2 separate regions of the Hordeum vulgare genome follow, and region 1 is linked to region 2. Evidence: chromatin contacts called from public Hi-C data. All regions are on one chromosome and are shown on one strand. Each heading gives the region's core, a stretch centred on a gene start, on an enhancer-like site or on the middle of the called end of the contact. The rest is flanking DNA. Distances are from core to core; before and after follow the strand shown. Region 1 holds the start of LOC123426279 (LRR receptor-like serine/threonine-protein kinase GHR1). Region 2 holds the start of LOC123426278 (photosystem II 10 kDa polypeptide, chloroplastic).

The links. A called contact is a pair of places that touch in the nucleus more often than the background predicts.
Region 1: a contact with region 2 is called in a Hi-C map of leaf, with 2.4 times the contacts expected there. The contact joins the promoter of LOC123426279 here to the promoter of LOC123426278 in region 2. A contact is called at or near these places in 3 of 6 Hi-C or Micro-C datasets (leaf and seedling) and 1 of 1 datasets of contacts at active chromatin or transcription factors (embryo).

What each region holds. Positions count from the first base shown.
Region 1 is chr2H:357,623,524-357,630,475 of MorexV3_pseudomolecules_assembly, reverse strand. LOC123426279 (LRR receptor-like serine/threonine-protein kinase GHR1) reads right to left here and starts at 3,454. Exons shown (of 4, transcript XM_045110079.1): 1 at 3,237-3,454; 2 at 1,519-2,811; 3 at 1-577. The coding sequence starts at 2,587.
Region 2 is chr2H:357,419,753-357,425,983 of MorexV3_pseudomolecules_assembly, reverse strand. It overlaps LOC123426278 (photosystem II 10 kDa polypeptide, chloroplastic), which reads left to right and starts at 3,756. Exons shown (of 5, transcript XM_045110078.1): 1 at 3,756-3,965; 2 at 4,057-4,115; 3 at 4,196-4,251; 4 at 4,360-4,412; 5 at 4,553-4,773. The coding sequence starts at 3,812. The coding sequence ends at 4,647.

The DNA.
Region 1 (6,952 bases), core at 2,205-4,704, 200 kb before region 2:
GGTAAAGGTCCGGAGAAGTTGTTTGAGGATATGTCAAGGACACGGAGGCCAGACAAGGAGACCACATCATCAGGGAGGCTGCCGCTAAAATGATTTCCAGAAATATCAAGCACTTCAAGACTCAAGTTTTTGGACGAGGATCCTGGGAACGATACGCCACCAGTAAGCATGTTATCTTGAATGTAGAGCTCATGCAGCATGGAGGAAGAGAGTAGATTAGCAGGAATAGGACCACTAAACTGATTGGAGCTGAGGTCAAGGACAGTGAGTTTGGGATACAAAACAACGGCTTCAGGGATGGTATCAGCTAGAGAATTATGAGAAAGATTCAGGTAGTTTAGGCGAAGGAATTGAGAGCTCACATCAGGCATAGTCCCAGTTAGATTGTTCTGGCTAAGGTCAACATATTCCAAGTCATTGCTCCATTTCCTAAAAACTGATAAATTTCCTCGAAACTGGTTATTTGATAGATCTAACACAGTGCAGCTTCCAGCAAGCAGTGGTAGATCCCCAAATAGAGCATTTGAGGACAAATTAAGGATCTGCAAGGTAGTTGATGTGATCATATTGATATGTCCTGCACAGCACAGAGAACTACAGTTAGTATGGAGGAGACTAAGACATACAAACTAATGGGCAGATAACTGACAGATTATCATAGTAGAGTGTCATGCTAGAAAAGTAAAACTGCAGATAACTATGCATGCATTTACACATGGATTTCCCACATTTTTCTAATGCTGAGAAAAAGAAAGACAATTTTACATCAGACACGTCTGTGAAGCATCAGATGCCAGTGCCATAAGTATGAAATGGAACTGTATGACACAACCATAGCTTAGCTCTGTACTGCATAGGGCTAGCCAATAACACATCGCCTAGCGCTGTCCTGCATAGGGCTAGCCAATAACACATCGCCTAGCGCTGTCCTGCATAGGGCTAGCCAATAACACACCACCCAGCGCTGTCCTGCATAGGGCCACTCTACCTTACAATGGTAAATGATCTACCAAGACAGCACACATACTCACGCGAGCAATCCCCGATCAAGTACTCCCTCTGTATCAAAATGTAAGAAATTTTTTGACACTTGTCATAGTGTCAGAAAACGTCTTATATTAAGTTGCAGAGGTAGTAGTTGCAAAGGAGAAAATCAATTGTTTCTAGGCAATGCCACAATAGACAGCAATATGTATATTTGTTTGCACATAGAAATATGATTCTGCACAGACAATTTGAAATATAGAACTGACAAAGTGGTACCATACTAAGTCAACCACCGACCAGTGAGACATCAACTTGTATCCAGTAATCACCAGCTAAGATCATATTTGTCATAACAAAATCAGCTGACATAAATAAAGAATGAAACCAGGTGCGAGATGATAAAAACACAAAGTTTCACATGAACTGTAAATAGACCAAAGTTGCAATATAACCAGAACGAGCATTGCATGCCATGCATAAAATGAAATAGCAAGAGGATCAAAAACATAAATTCTGAACTAGAGGTTATACCTGTCAGGTTATTTGCACTGAGGTCCAGTTGGTTCAACACCAGAGAATCTCCCTTCAGAAGTCCACTAGGTACAAACCCAGTGAATCCATTGTTTGCAAGGCGCAAAACTTCAAGATCATAGACATAATTGAACCCTGGGAGGTCTCCAGACAGCTTATTACTACTGAGATCAAGCACCTTCAATCTCCCAAAAGTTGAGAGCTCAACTCCATCTATCAGTGACCCGGTCAACTTGTTGTTGCTAAGGTTCAGATACAGAACTGTCTCCGAAATATCTGCGAGAAACTTGAGTTCTTTGGGGGTGGTGCTGGTGAGCAAGTTTCCACTGAAGTCAACATGAGTAACAGTTGACTCGATCAAGAATTTCCAATCGACGCCGCCATCCAATTGATTCCAGCTCAGATCCACAGACTGGAGGTTCACAAGGAGGCCAAGCCCCGCAGGAATGCCCTTTGTGAAGGCATTATATGAGAGGTTGAGAGCAACCAAGCTCCGGAGACCTTTCAGAGCTGCTGGCAATGGGCCAGACAGAGCATTGCCGCTCACATCCAGCGACTGAAGCGACGCGAGGCCATCGATGGAGTCAGGCAATGGGCCTGAGAAGTTGTTCCCGGCAAGCGACATGTTCTGCAGGCTCCGGAGACTGCCAATATCATCAGGGATCGGACCCGAGAAGCGGTTGCTGGAGATGTCCAGGAACTTCAAGCTCTTGAGACTGGCTACATTGCTAGGGAGGCTCCCGGAGAGATTGTTATTGGCCATGGAGAGCTTGACAAGCATGGTCAGGTTGGCAAACACGGAGAGATCGGCAACACCCGAGATCCGATGGCCGTCAAGCACAACTCCAGCCACGCTGGCGCCATTGCAGACGACGCCGTTCCAGGAGGCCGGGCAGCCATTGAAGTCAATTGACTCGTCATTCCAGGAGTCTGTGACGAAGCCGGCAGGGTCATGGGTGATTCCCTTCTTGAAGGCCAGGAGCGCGAGGATGTCTTGCGACGGCAGTTGGCCCAAGGCAGGGGCGGCCACCAGCAAGAGCAAAAACAGAAATCTGCCAACAAACCCCATCGGATTGACGCTCCTCCACGGGAAAGACTGGAAGCTAGCAGGCCTCAAGAAGACAGCATTTCCCGGAGCGAAAGCTGGGCTGAGCTTGGAGTGTACCTACTATCACACGGGGACTGCACAGGTACTAATAGACAGAGCTAGCACTTGTCCCTTTCAGCTTGATCTGCACAAGACAGCAGCCCACACTCACATATAGAAAAAACAAGAGATTAACTCCTTGGAACCTGAAATGGACACAGAAATGGCAGGTCAACCACAGGTTCGTTCCTGCTTTCACGGTGCACTAAGAACCAACGCAAATGGAAATGGCTAAGAACCAAATCTTTGAGCATCCAAGTAGGAAAACTAAGGTAAGAATCTAGTTGTAACACTTAACTGCCAAAGAAAGAACACAAGGACAGTTAATAAAAACCCACGCCAATAATGCAGGTAGTAGAAGAGAAGTAAAAGTACTGAGCCCCGCCCACTAAACGCAACCACCCACCACAGCTTCTCGGCCATGAACACAACGGAACACAGCTCAAAAGCAGCAGAAAGTCATCTCCCCTCCAAGAAAGCAAGAAACCAACCCTCGAAGTGCAGGGCAGCGGAGGAGCAAAAAAAAAAGTGGCTGCAACGCAATGAGCTACCCCATTTGCATCTCCCTTACCGCGCAAATGACAAGAAGTGTGAGGCACCGGCACTCCGGGAATGATTGGGCTGAGCTGGGTTGCAGTACAGGGGAGGCAAGGCAATGCGGTGGGGCTGAGCGGGAGCCGGGGGTGAGAGGGCAGGTGCGGAGGGAACCCTAACCCTAGCAGCCGGGGGTGGGGATAATGGCTGCCGAGAAGAGGGGCGGAGGAAGAGAGTGGGGCGGAGGAGGGGGAGAGCAGAGTGGAGTGGCAAGGGGCAGTGGGGGATGGGCGGGGTGTCCTTTCTCTGTGTTTGGCGCAACAAAGAGATTTTTTTTTCTGCTTGCGGGCGCGGCACCTTACTGTGACTTTTGCGTTATGGTCCTTACAGGAGGTTTTATATATATACTTGGACCTTCCGCCTTCGTGAGTGTTGGGGGTGTGTATGTGTGACTAGTAGCACCACGTAAGATGTGGGTGGGGGTTCAAAACGTGAAACGGCAGCGAAAAGGAGAAGGCTTTTCTTTCCCGCGATGTCGCTCGAGCCGCACCCGCCAGAAAACACAGCAGCCAGCCTCGGGTCCTGTCCTCTCCTCGCGGACCCCAAACCCGCGGGTCAAGTGCAGCTCACTCCCCCGCCTCCACGCACGCACACCGTCAAAAGGGTTCGTATCGTTTCACCATGGGCCCCGTTCCGCAGATCCCGGTCTCCGCGGTCGCTGCGTTTCGTTTAATGGCCTCGTCAGCCGAGCCCGGAACCACATACGGGAGGAAAATGTGCGTGGGTTTTCCTTTCGGCTTTGCTAACAAGTCTTAGTTAATACTCCCTCCGTTCCTAAATACTCCATCTATTTCTAAATATAAGTCTTTTAAGCGATTTCACTATGTGTCTACATACGGAGCAAAATAATTGAATGTACACTATAAAGTATGTCTATATACATCCGTATGTAGTTCATTGGTGAAATCTCTACAAAGACTTATATTTAGGAACGGAGGGAGTATAAGTCTTTTAAGAGATTTCATTAGAGGTCTACATACGAAGCAAAATGAATGAATCTATACTCTAAACTATGACTATATACATCCGTATGTAGTATACTATTGAAATCTCTTAAAAGACTTATATTTAGGAACGGAGGGAGTACTATACTCCGTTGATTTTACATTAGGATTCATGCAAACAATATATTTTTTTTCTTTTTACATACTATATTACTCCGTACTTGACTAAAACTTGGCGAAGTCTTAGTCGACTCAGACCTAGACATTCATTTTTTCTTTGGTTTGCCACTTGTTTTTTGACACTCATACATTTGCACATCTACTTTTCCTTTTTGCAGGAAATATGCACATCATACGCACCCTATGGTCATAGTGATGATATCTTAATCGGTATCATGCATTCAAGAATACTAAATATGATGATGTGACACAGAATTAAAGCAGAAAGAGGGTTAGCTAGGTTGTAATGAAAAGTATCATACATATGATACTACTATATGATAGTACATTCATAGTGCATAACATCATAAGATAGTTCATTTATTGTCATGCATGACACATAGTAATACATCGTTTATTATGATACGGTATCATGATATGATACTCAACTCTCTCTTTCTTCATTTAATTCTATTACACTTCATCAAAATTGTCTAGTTGGCATGCTTGATACTACATGTGATACTTTCATTATGACTGCTCTTAAAGTAACATAGGTAGATACTGTATCATGTTAAATGTTATGCTATTTTACGTCATGCATGACAATAAATAAGATCATATATGATACTACTCTGTGATACTATGTACTATAAAAATAGTATCACATGCATGATAGAGGGGTGGTGTTTTGGCTGTCGGGAGCATATGCTCCCGGGTGAACAGTAACGCAAAAAACAGTACTAAATGTTTTTGAAAAAAATGAATTTTTGTGTAGATGATTGTATTATTGTCGCAAACATGCATGACAATTTTCGTGTGATAAGGAGCAACGGTGTTTCGTCGATAAGAAAACAAATTTGGGATGACATTTTGGGGTAACTTTTGGTGTTCAAATTCTTTTTTTTTTTGCACAACCCAAAATATTTTACCTTTTTGCCTCAAAATTTGCAGGTAGCATTTGAATGTGACTAAGTACACAAATAAATTTTGTTAAGTTTTTTTTTCATTTTGAACTTTTTTTGGGCCTTGGGAGCATTTGTTCGCGGGAGCCGAAATGCATTTTTGAATTTTTTGCAACTATTTAATTGCATGATCAAATTTCTATAGATCTAGATAAAGTTTGATGACCTGTGTTTTTTTAAAACTATTTGATGACTATTGATGAAATTTTTTGCAACTATTTGATGACTCTGGTCGAATGACCCTCGTCGAGCGAGATGTCCGCTGACACATCCGGATGTGTTCACACACATTTGATGATGTCAATTTGGTGACCTGTGTTTTTTAAAAACTTGTGGTTTATTCATTAGAAATAACCGTTACATCGTCTATGTGGGATGGTACAATTTCAATATTTGGCTCCTCAAACCAATTAGAAACAAACGAAAATCTAGCCAATCTAGCAAGTTCGTGAGCAACTTGATTTGCTTCTCTAGTACAATGCTTCATCTAGAAATGGTAAAATCATAAGCTAATGAAAACAACCATAAAAAACTATCACCGCTGCCCCTAGCGATTGTCCTCCTTCCTTCATGGTATAAATCACCACCATGTTGGCCGAGTTAATAATAATGCGATTGCATCCTACCCTTTGTGCCAGGGAAAAACCAAATTTTAGGAACAGAGCTTCAGCCATCATAACATCTATGCACCAGTCAATATTACCATTAACTCCAGCAATAACTCTACCTTTGCGCCTGTTAATACTGCTCCCAACATACCCCTAAGTAAGTCATGGTCAAAAGGAGCATCAATGCTAAGTTTAACAAACCCTACCGGAGGGCAATACTAACCCCTTTTTTCATGGAGGCCTATTGTGGCGTAGCAGTAACAAAATTTGTCGTAAGAACCCGGATTCCCATTGAAATCCGGTGTGCATTCTGAGTGGTCTCCTTGTGAACCAATTTACGCCTTTCCAATCACAGGTACCAAGATGATATGACAATCATTTCACACACATTTTGGATGTCCATAATACACAATTCATAATTGGGCATTGAAAGTAAATATTCCAAAACTGCTTCACCCGGACGAGACAAACTCTATCGATAATATCATCCATCCCCAGCCTTGTCCACACTTCCTTTCCTCTCTTGCATAAAATAAGCAAATTCTTTGTATCTTCTAGTACATACGAGCAGGCAAGGCAATTGGGCGAGACTTTCATGTATCTATTGGCTAACGCAACACAACACGAAAAGGGTGCCATGTAGCGTACGCCAAATAAAAAAATTAACCTTTGGTGGGTAAGAAAGTTGCCATAACCTATGTGATACGTCTCCAACGTATCTATAATTTTTGATGGTTTCATGCTATTATCTTGTCAAACTTTCGATGTTTTGCATGTCTTTTATATATTTTTTGGGACTAACTTATTAACTTAGTGCCAAGTGCCAGCTCATGTTTTTTCCATGTTTTTGACCCCTTTCACAGGAGGATTTTGAACGGAGTCCAAACGGAATGAAACTGCCAAAAAGATATTTTCTGAAACAAAAAAGATCGGGAAGCCGGAGAATGAGGGCAGGGGGCCTGCAGGGACCCCACAAGCCCTCATGGCGCGGCCACGGGGGCCGCGCCTCCCTGGCTT
Region 2 (6,231 bases), core at 2,507-5,006:
CTAGCAAGCCTCTAGTTGGCTAGCCAGTTGATCAAGGATAGTCAAGGTCTTCTGACTATGTACAAGATGTTGTTGCTTGATAACTAGATCAGATCATTGAGTGAATCATGTGATGGACTAGACCCAAACTAATGAACGTAGCATGTTGATCGTGTCATTTTGTTGCTACTGTTTTCTGCGTGCCAAGTATTTGTTCCTATGACCATGAGAACATATAACTCACGGGCAAAGGTGGGTGGCCCGGGCGCTCTCCATGTTGTTGCCAGTGGCATCACCCTGACCCGGACCTCAGAAGCTGAACTTGTTACGCCGATCTTGAAGACCTCATGTGGCACGGGGAGCTATAGAGCGAAAGCACTATGCTTTGTCGCCAATGATGGCGACGCTTGCGGGTGTCGTTATCTTCCTGAAGACGTTGTCGTGGTGCTCCTCTTCGTGCCAAGGTTCCGGGTGAAGATCCTAGTCCCTTCTGGACTCGGCAGCGGTGACGTTCTGCGTCGTTTTCCCTCCTAGGGGCGTTGTCGTGGTATTTTACCCAGTTCTTCCAATGCTTTCTTTCGGTGGCGTAGTAGTGTTGTGCGTGTGTTTGTGATCTTAGAGAAGCTCTAGTAGACCCCGTATAAAGCCGCGACCCGCAAAATAACCGCCAAAATACGGGTCGGCACGGAAAATCCTGCTCGATCAGACCCCGCAAACGCGTCCGACCCGTAATTTTTTTGTGGGGCGCTGCAAAATCCCATCCCTGGCCCGCAAAAACACATGTTTCTGCCTCGCCCCAACGGTGCCTCGTATCCCAGGAAAGCGGTTGGCGGGAGGGACATTTTAGCCCGCGCCCTTTCCCTACCCCTTCCGCCGCCGCCCGTCATTGGTTCCGCTCGTCCGCCGCTGGCGATTCTGGCCAAATTTGCGGGCGGAATTGCGCCGCGAGGGCGTCCCTCCCCTCTTCCATCGAGCCGCTACACCGGCTCCCCGGATCCGCCAATCCATCGAGGCCGGGGAGCCACCGCCGGAGATGGTATTCAGCCGATGCGAGAAGTTTTTGCTCGATGATTCATCCAATTCGGACGACTCGGATGTTGAGACGATGCTTCTCACGTTTCGCCAGCAGGCATTGGTGATGGCCCTTGCCGTGAAGGAGAACGAAGTCGAGAACCGAAAGAGACAGGTCTCGTGATGCAACAATTGTGCTAGAGGCTTTAGCATCCGAGGATTTATGGATTTGACATTGCTTTTTGGTATGCCGGGTACTCTAAGTGATATCAATGTGTTGCAACAGTCTCATTGTTTGCTAGGCTTGCTAGTGGTGATGCTCCTGCTTGCAAGTACACTATCAATGGGCATGAATACATAAAGGGGTACTATCTTGTAGATGGTATATACCCTCCTTGGTGCACATTTGTCAAGAGCATCAAAGACCCACAAACTAGGAAAGAGTGTGAATTCGCAAGGGCACAAGAGGCAGTCCGAAAAGACATTGAAAGAGCATTTCGGGTTTTGCAATCTAGGTTTTCCATTGTTCGTGGTCCTGCTCGGTTTTGGGACAAGCGATCCTTGAAAAACATCATGACATGTTGTGTTATTCTTCGCAATATGATTATCGAAGATGAGAGAGCCATGAACTTTGAGTTCTTCTATGACAATGTGGGTAGCCGTGTCAAACCAGCTAGAGACCCTAACCGAATTAGAACTTTTCTTCAGACCTACAAGGAGATTGAAAATGCAAACACCCACTTTCAACTTCACGAGGATCTCATTGAGCACCATTGGCAAATGACTCGGTAGTAACACATTCCATTTTCCATTCATTTTCATTTCATTCATATGTCATTTGTATACGGGACAAGTTTTTTATAGAATTATTTAATTTGCTTCGATGATTTGAATAATTATTATACTTTGGATGATTATTGTATTGTAAAATTGACATTATTATTATATTGCACATTAGTAATTCTGATTTATGAGGTTTTCGGTTTGCGGGTCGACGCAACGGCGCTCGAGTAGACCCTGCATAGCCGATCTGTAAAAGAGCATCTTTTACTAATATTCTTTTTACGAGTACGTTTTACGGGGTCTCACTCTAACCGCTCCTACCCCGGCCTGCAAAACTGTTTTTCAGCAAACTGTAAACGAGTTTTGCAGGTCGGTTTTATACGGAGTCTCCTAGAGATGCTCTTAGGATCGGCATTGAAGTGAGTCTTTGCCATGCATGCTGAAAGAACTTGGTTAGTGGATTCTAACTATTTGAATATGGAAAATATCTTTATATGAATGGTATTTAAATTTTTCTAACACAATACAGACTCAATCGCATATATACATGTTCATACATTCATCCCTATGAACGTACATGCGCACATCTTACCCCTATGAGCACCTCCGAAAGACTGAGCTGTTATATCATTTTGAGATTTACGAAGTCACCACAGGTCAGAAATAAATGTGAGCACTAGGACTTCAGAGCATCTCTAACATCCTTTCTATATTTGCACTCACTTGCTATTTTGCAAATCTTGGTAAAAAAACCTTCTCCAACAACCTTTGTATAAATGGTCCCCCACCAACTTTTTTACAAAGCTTACTATATTTGCACCCACACTTTGCATATTTGTCAAGTCAAAGGTCACTTTATAAATTTTTAGCAAGCCTCCTAAAGCCTCACTTTGTCTCAATGACAGGTGGGTCCGTATACTAGTGTGTGTTGCGCGTGCGCTGTATGTTTGCGTGTGTGTCGGCATGTGTACGTGTACGTGTTTTTTGTGTACGTGTACACGTGTGTGCTACATGTGTACGTGTGTGTACGTGTGTGCTGCATGTGTACGTGTACGTGTTGTGTACGTGTATGCATGTGTGCTGCATGTGTACGTGTTTTTTGTGTACGTGCACATGTATGTGCATGCATGTGTAAGTATGTGTACGTGTGTGCAAGTGTGTGCAAGTGTACGCGTGTGTGTATGTGTACGTGGACACGAGTTGTGTTAGTATATATATACATGTACGTATGTTAATGTGCAATGTGTTTATGACAAACTATCCCCACATGTCATTGTGTGTTTTGTGCAAATATAGCAATCCAATATACAAAGGCTACCAAAGCAAAAAAAAAACATGTTGTCTTTGTAAACCTTCTCTCTCCTCTTGCTATAACAAGTTTTTAGCAATTCAATATACAAAAATTGTTAGAGATGCTCTTAATCCTCATGAATTAAAGATACCATAATCCCTCTAACCAACCAACCATAATTTGGTTCGCGGTATTTTAAGTTTTAGGTGATCATTTAGTCTTTTGGCCATATGGATTATTGGGCCTTCAGAATTTTCCACACCATCTTGATGCGTGGGCATTCAGTCTTTTGGTCACCACCACGTAAGCCTTGCTTGCAAGTAGTTTTTGAGAAACCACTTTGGCATAAAAATAGCATTGCCATATTCTGATGTTACTGTTAAAGATAAGATCATCCAAAGTGCTACTCTCAAAATTGACCTATGAGTGGACACCTGAAATTTCTCAACCATGGAAACAATAAAAGGATGGTGAAACCCTGAGTACTTATCCATTCCAGATTCCATAAGTGCGCCGTTTCTAATCAGCCAAGCAAGAGACAAGGATCGTTCACGTGATCATGGACCCATGACACGCCACCCTCATAGCAACTGTCGAGTCTGAAAAATAGACCGTCAAATCCTTGTCACTCACTGTCTGCCACCCTCAGCCCCCCCTGCCTGTATTTGTATTTAAACCATGCATTAGCCGTGGGAGAAACTAAGCTAAACTCAAAGAGAGCGAGTGAGCGAGTGTTGCACAAACAACATGTCTGCCTGTGTCATGGCATCTTTGGCTCTGAAACCATCTTCCTCTCCTCTGTTACAACGATCCAAGCTTGGAGGCGTGCGACCATCGGCGAGGCCGTCGTTGGTCATAGTGGCCAAGAAGGCGAAGAAGGTCCAGACTGCCCAACCCTACGGTGGGTATACATATACATGTATATGGCGTAATATTCAGAGTTGAGAACCACCTTCACATGAATTTTTGTGTGTGTGCGCGCCAACTTGTAGGGCCTGGTGGTGGAGTGGCGTTCAAGGAAGGCGTCGATGCGTCTGGAAGGGTAGCCAAGGTCAGTCATAAGCGCAAGAAAGTAGATCTGACAAAATTATCACTGCTGTGCATCGCTAAATAATTTTCCAATTTAACCAGGGGAAGGGTGTTTACCAGTTTGCCGACAAGTATGGAGCAAATGTTGATGGGTACAGGTAAAGCGGTCGTAAACCCGAACCTACAGTTTTTGTCAGTAAAAAACATAATTCAGACATCTCTTCTCAAAAAACAAAACATCTTATTTGGTTCTTACTGCGTTGCAGCCCTATATACACACCAGAAGAGTGGTCTCCAAGTGGCGACGTTTATGTTGGAGGTACGCGTAGACTGGCACCTCGAACCAAATAAGTTTAGACGTTTCTTTAAGCGGATCGTACAAAATTTACTACGGGGTGTATATCTTAAATTCATTAACATTGACCTTTTTTTACTTTCTTGATTTATACTGCTATACAGGAAAGACGGGGCTGTTTCTCTGGGCAGTGACTCTTGCTGGAATTCTGCTGGGCGGTGCTCTTCTTGTCTACAGTACTAGCGCCTTGGCTTCCTGAAGCCTATGTGCAGCAAACCAAGCTATGCACCAAACGATGTGTATAATAGTGCGGATTATAACCGTCAGGACATATGTAATGGATACAAATATCACTACCCGCAAATCAGTAAATATCCTTAATTAATTACTAATGTTCTAAGCAACATGCTGCAAGCGTGATTAAGTTTTCAGTGCTAAGCTCTCTCACAATTGTTATCAACTTCTACAATTGGAATTCTTTTTTAAAGAGGAGGCAATCATCATAGAGTTGAACAGACTTTAATTCTGCAAGTAAAGATAAAGATAAAGAACGCCTGGTACCATAAATTGCATATAATTGCTGGATATTACAAAGCACTCAACAAATATTATAAATAAAGTTTTTAATTAGCCGGCTATAGTCACAGATGTCTCAGCAGGGTTCGCTATTTGGCATAGCCTGTTATTTAAAACTATGATCGTAAGGCATTGTGCATATCAGGAAATTACATGTCCTCTGCACATCAATAGAAAAATAAGTCTTTACAATATTTATGCCATTGTTTCTGCAACTGAAAGTTATAGCCCTAACAACTAGGACAATAAGAAATGGGCTTTACAATACTAAGAAAGATAGGGTTGCACGAAATAATTCTAAGAAAGATAATCTATTTATTTATTTTTCCAAATGGTGTCCAAGATGCTTCTCCTTCGGTATCAGTTGTCCGTCATTACAACCACATGTTTTGTCGTTTGGTTGCAAGATCAAAATATTGAAGTATATATGTTGATTGCCTAATCATTTTTATCAGTTTTTTTTATTACGTAGGCTGGTGCATGAAGGTTAATATTGTATCAGAGCCCAAGATTTTCAGTTCAAGTTTTGGCTTTCGCAATTTATTCAAAAATTGTTATCCCCTTTGTGTCCACATATATGCCTCTTGAATCATACATTTGAGTTTATCCACGTGTGCATAACACATGAGAAGGGTTGTTGAAATGTATATGTAAATTGCCTAGTCTTTTCATTAGTTTGGATTTTTGATTGTATTGACTAATGCATGAAGCTTAACACAAATGACTATGATACTTACTATCTTTTATGTTACCTACTTTTCAGCAAAGAATGAATTTTATTGGCAAAAATCCTAGATCTACATAAAGCTATAAACGTTTTACGTAAATTTCCTAACAAACTCTTTCCCCCAAATTTTAGGGGTGGGCGCCTTCCTCTTCTTATCTCCAATCACAAATCCCCATGTTGCATATTACGTAAATCTCGTAATTAGCATTACATAGGTGTAGCATTACTTCTTTATTGGCTCAAAAAGGAGCGTCAAAAGGACACAAATCCAAAAAGCACACATCCGACCATTGCATAGCTAGGATGAACAAAACTGACATCAATGTATATACACAAAACACGTCGACAAATAGCGAAATCATATAAGATCAAAGCTATGTGTACGCGAGGAGAAAAGAAAAACCCCAATCGACCAGATCCGTGATCGACAGACAACACCTTCATAAGGTAGCACACTCAAACGTCGTCGTCACTGGAACCAACCACTAAGACAAGAATTTAGGTTTTCACCCCAAAGAATCAATCCGAGCAATGCATTCA